Linked DNA regions of Zea mays: region 2 is linked to region 1. A link is a contact called in public Hi-C data. All regions are on one chromosome and are shown on one strand. Each heading gives the region's core, a stretch centred on a gene start, on an enhancer-like site or on the middle of the called end of the contact. The rest is flanking DNA. Distances are from core to core; before and after follow the strand shown. Region 1 holds the start of LOC103635582 (cytosolic endo-beta-N-acetylglucosaminidase 1). Region 2 holds the start of LOC778431 (proline responding1).

What was found. Hi-C and Micro-C count contacts between places; a contact is called where the count stands out from the background.
Region 2: a contact with region 1 is called in a Hi-C map of tassel, with 2.8 times the contacts expected there. The contact joins the promoter of LOC778431 here to the promoter of LOC103635582 in region 1. A contact is called at or near these places in 2 of 25 Hi-C or Micro-C datasets (ear and tassel).

Annotation. Positions count from the first base shown.
Region 1 is chr8:97,153,144-97,155,860 of Zm-B73-REFERENCE-NAM-5.0, forward strand. It overlaps LOC103635582 (cytosolic endo-beta-N-acetylglucosaminidase 1), which reads right to left and starts at 1,463. Exons shown (of 11, transcript XM_008657996.2): 1 at 874-1,463; 2 at 645-782; 3 at 459-568; 4 at 234-345; 5 at 33-140. The coding sequence starts at 1,353.
Region 2 is chr8:97,447,589-97,450,288 of Zm-B73-REFERENCE-NAM-5.0, forward strand. It overlaps LOC778431 (proline responding1), which reads left to right and starts at 1,277. Exons shown (of 20, transcript NM_001319696.1): 1 at 1,277-1,513; 2 at 2,229-2,303; 3 at 2,378-2,584; 4 at 2,671-2,700. The coding sequence starts at 1,454.

The sequences.
Region 1 (2,717 bases), core at 213-2,712:
ATCTGAATTGAATAAAAGCAGAGAACACATACAGTCCATTGACCACCACCAAATGTATTTCGTCCAAAAACATCAATACCCATGTATACATCATATTTTCTGTCGCCAGCAACTGTAGCTGAATCTTGTGGGTCATTTTCCTGAGGTTGCGATGCCAATTTCAGCAGCATTACTTACAATTTTAAGTGACTCCACAGAGTTGCAGGGAAAATAAAATAACAAGAGAGGACTACCTTCCATGTATAGTTAGAAAATAGCCCATCACATACATCAAAGAATGGCTTATTGTACTTGTTGAGCTTATCCTGCCAATCAAGGTCACCATTCACAGTGATTGCGTCATACCTGCAGAGGCAAGTAAAAGCCAACAAGCATCATCAACCAAGCTTCATAAATGATAACTACAGCCTGTGATTTTCATAGTTACAATACAACACAGTAGGAAAAATAAACACCACCATATGACTAAAGAGCCAGGAACTGCATCGTGCATTGTCATGGTTAGATGCTTGACGAACTCTTTCAGGTTATCGATGAAGTGAACGTCAAGATTGACCTCAATGTTAATCTGAAAGACGATTCAATATTAGCATTTAGCAGCAGGCATGTATCCAGCAATCACAAGATGGCATAACAGAAATTACCAGCCAACCATCAAATCCCAAGGTATGAGCCAGCTCTGTGAGCCTTTCCGCATACATCTGTGCAGAAGCCTCGGTCGCGAGCATCTCCTTGCAAATCTTCACGCCCTCATCCCACTCCGCGATGAACGTCCCTAAAACCTTGGTACAAAGATAAGAGAGATAAAAGCAAGTTCAGTTGAGCTGAGTGAGTCAAGAGCCGAAGCAAACGGAGTAGAAACAATTCCAAAACCTTGACGCCGTGAAGGTGGGCGGCGTTGATCCAGCAGGGTGGCGGGAGCGTGACGAGGTAGTGCGAGAAGTAGACGAAGACGTCGACGAGGTGCCAGTGCCAGAGCGCGTAGGCGTCCGGCTTGTCCCCGCCCTGCGGTGCCGCGTCGTTGCGGTATCCGCCTTCCATGTCGTGGCAGACGAGGACGCGGCGGCGCTGCGGGAGCGGCGAGGCTGGCGCGGGAACGGAAGCCCTGTTGAAGGGGAGGTGGAAGTTGGCTTCGGCGGACAGGTAAGCGCGAGAGGCGAGCGCGGCGAGGCCCGTGATCGGGTAGGACATGGGCGGCGCGGGCGAGGACGCGTCGAAGGGCGGCTCCCACGCGCGGCGGTCGGCGCCCGCGGCAGCGTCTCCGTCGGACACCTCCGGCTCCGCGGCGAAGGGAAGCATGGCTCGGACACGACGGGCAATACGGCGGAGGTGGCGGCGCGGAGAGACGGGCATGCGCCGGCCCGGCGTTGATGGTACCTCGCTCCCTTGAGTGCGGGCAAAGGGAAAGGGAAGGCAGTAATTCCGCAGCTGGAGCTGGAAGCCTGGAAGTGGGCAAGTGGCAGCGTGTGATCGTGTGGCCGCCCGTGGGCATATCGTTGACTTCTGCTGACTCTTGGGCCAGCTGACAGCCCGCAGCCTGGGATTTGAATTTTTGTTGGAATTCCTTTTTTTCCTTCTCAATTGGGCTTTCAAACCATTTCTTTGGGCCGGACCTATTATGGTGGACTAAGGAGCTGTTTGGTGGTATACTTTAAGGCTCTATTTGGGAAGATTTCACTTCAAGAATTGTAGCTTCAGTTTCCTAGCTTCAACATAAAACAATCTCAACAGATTGGTAAAGCGGGTTTCAAGAGTGTTTGGCTTGTACGTAGACTCCAGCTTCTGTAATACAATTAATTTGTGTGAATTTTCTTAATTACCCTTGATGTTTAGAGAGTGGAGGAAGAGACATGAATCACTAGGTCATGTAACCAATAGCATGATGGGTATTTTTTGTGCAACTTTATGAGGAGGTATAAAAAATAGTGTTTTTGAAGCGTCATTTGGGGAGCTTTAAAAATTTCATGAAACTTGCCTCTAGTTTCAGTTTTTTTAAGCTAACGCTCATGGAGATGAACATGTTTGATAGAAGAAGCTGAAATAAACTAGAAATTCTTGAAGTGTAGCTCTCCCAAACAAGGCCTAAAGCGCCAAAAATTACCAAATATTTTTTGCCACATCAATCTAAGGTTAGGCGCTAACGCGGTAGAAGAAAAATCTTGTCATAATTGTGGCTATAAACCAAACACATGTCAAACTCGGTCAAACTTATCTAACCTTAAACGTGATAAATTGTGGCAAGTGAGGCAACAAACCAAACAGACTCTAAAATCGCTCCTTTTTACCATTTTTATTTACGAATTTATTATGAGTCTTAGCCTTTTGACCTAATTCGTCGAAGGGTCTGTATTCTGGTGAACATATGAGTCTTACTAGCAACTAAAATTCTGATTTCGATTTTCTATAATAAGGTGTTTGCATCCCTTCATTTTAGAGAAATTGGAATTCACCTAATAAAGTAACCTATCTAGCTTGGAATTTAACATTCCACCACTTCCAAAGTTCAGATATAAGTATATCTCAAATTCATGGGATGCAGGATGGGAAATGATTTTATGGATAAGTAGAATTTGTTTCTACTCTGTAACTTACAAGACACTCGTCGACTCACTCCTCTATAGTAAAAATGTAACACATAAATATCTCCGACATTTTGCTAATAATAGTATACAAATATATTTTGTATAAAACTAAATTAGCTTAATTGATATATTTCT
Region 2 (2,700 bases), core at 27-2,526, 290 kb after region 1:
TGTTTCTATATATCACATGGATAGACTTTCTTTTAATAAAACACAAAATGTGTGTTTATGTTTGTTAGTTGGGTGTGAATGCGTGAACCAGTGCTTTTATATAGTAGATGAAGAAGAGGATAGAAGGTGTTAAAAGTCCCTATATTTTTTAGTGAATGATTTGTTTGTTTCTATTTGTTGCTAGTTTTTATTAAGGTAAAGCCGAAACAAACAATCTAGTAGTCAAGCTCGCTTAAGAAACTAATATTTACTATATAAAGCATCAATTTTCGTCGAGCGTCAACACTTTTAAAAAGCTTTATATTTCTTTGTAATCAATCCACCTCGCTTAATTTAACTAATCATCCTCTAATCTCGTTTGTTCGTCCTGATCGACGACTAGAAGGATCGTTACAGATGAGATCTCTTCCATTTACGTTCGACAATCCTATAGCAACAAGAATGTGTGTCATCGCAATGCACTGACATTATAAAATCAGGATTCGAGAAGTTTTTGTGGCCTTTGGTATGCTAGCAAACTAAAAGTCCGTATTATATAAAACAATAACAAAAAAGCAATAACCACAAACCAAGTCTTATAAAAAAATCAGCTTTTAAATTAAAAGAGTAAAAATTATTCAAAACAGACTAAATTTACCGATACTTTTATTTCCAACATTTTGTTTTAAGTTTTTACCAAGGAGTGTTTGAAAGTAATAGAGCTAATAATTAGTTGTTAAAAAATTAAGAGGATGTTTGAATGCAATAGAACTAATAGTTAGTTGGCTAAAAATTGCTAGTATAATTAACTAGATAATAAATTGATAACTAACTATTAACTAATTTACTAAAAATAACTAATAGTTGAACTATTAGTTAGGGTGTTTAGATGTCTCCAACTAATTTTAGACACTAACTATTATCTCTAGTGCATTCAAATACCTTCCAATAGTGAAATTAGCTAGATAATAAATAGCTAGCTAAGTAGCTAACTAGTAGCTAATTACTAAAAATAATTAATAGCTGAATTAGATATGATGTTTGAATATATTTAGCTAATTTTACCCTCTAGCGTATTCACCCCTAAAATAGTTTGCCTCCTCGTACACCTAATACGCGCGCCCAAGATTCATCGCAGATCCGATGGATCCGGTTGCTCCCCCGAGGCCCCGATTATCGTCATCCGTTGATTTCTCACCCGAGGTCCCGAACAGATAAACTCAACTCGACTGCCGCCGCCGCAGGCACACGGGATCCTGACTGAGGTAGGTTGTTGCCATTTTTGTTCCCTCACCCAGTCCGTCTCACCACTTCAAAAACCCTCTCCTCTCTCATCCGCCTTCCTGGCGATTGCGGCGACGAGGTGACGATAGAGCTGCCCCCGCAAGGAAAACGGACAAGAGAGGCGGAGGCTGATAGGGAGAGGAGACGGAGGACCAAGAGCGGCGTCGATCTAAAAGCGTTGGCGGCGGCCATGGCCACCGCGGACCGGACCCGGACTTTCATGAAGGACGTCAAACGCGTCATCATCAAGGTGATTGAATCGTACGATTGGCGTGTTGTTTTAGATCCAAACCGCGATTTGTTTGGTGCTATTTGCATTGTGTTGTTCATATTATGCTGTGTTTTCTAATCGTGTTTTTGTATGGCGTGAATAATTCTTGAATAACCTTGTTCGATTTTGGGTTCTCTTCGTCGAGCCTCTTCGTCTGAGTAAGTTGTGAGGTAGCAGGGTTTTGTTTGGGTTTTATATTTTGCTTCTACCCTTATAGTCGAGTTGACGGGTTGGTGGTGTAAGTTCATACGTTGACTCCAATGTTTGAATTCGGATGTCCTAATCTTAGTTTGCTATATGATTTCTATCAGATGGGAAATGCGCATAGAAGGCAGAAGCCATCTTGTCTGAATTCTGATGTGTTCTTCTTTCGCATGCGAATCAACTCGTTCGAATTCCCTTATTGTTTGTTCTCTGTTCTTTTTACCTGGGTTAGTTTATCTATGAATTTGTACGGGCAAAGGGAAAGAGAAGTAATGCTCCCCGGGACGCGGGGGGGGGGGGGGGGGGGGGGGTAGTTTTGCGGGGTGGGAGGGGAAACTTGTGCTGAGCTTGACAACACCAGTGTGCTATCCCACCCCACCACCATACGTTTGGCAAGTTCTGAGAGTTACACATCTGTCAGGACTCAGGAATTAATTTGGATCTCCTTTTGATTTTGATTACAGCTGATTCTTACCTTTTTTCGTGACAGGTGGGCACTGCAGTCGTCACGAGGGGTGATGATGGGCGACTGGCTGTGGGCCGGTTGGGGTGTCTTTGTGAGCAGGTATCAATCCTAATTAAAACTTTCATAATGTTATATCAACTAGTGTAAGTCTGGGAAGATTCTTGGCAATGCAGGTAAAAGAGCTGAATGTCTTAGGATACGAGGTGATCCTTGTGACCTCAGGTGCTGTTGGTGTGGGGAAGCAGAGGCTCAAGTACAGGAAGCTTGTCAATAGCAGCTTTGCTGATCTGCAAAAGCCACAGATGGAGCTGGATGGAAAGGCTTGCGCTGCTGTTGGTCAGAGTGGCCTCATGGCTCTTTATGATATGCTATTTACCCAAGTGTGTTTGTGAACTTGATATGGAAATTTGTCATTAGTTCGGTGCCTTGTCCATATGTTTCTAATGTCGACCTTCCCGTGATGCAGCTTGATGTGTCCTCCTCGCAACTTCTTGTG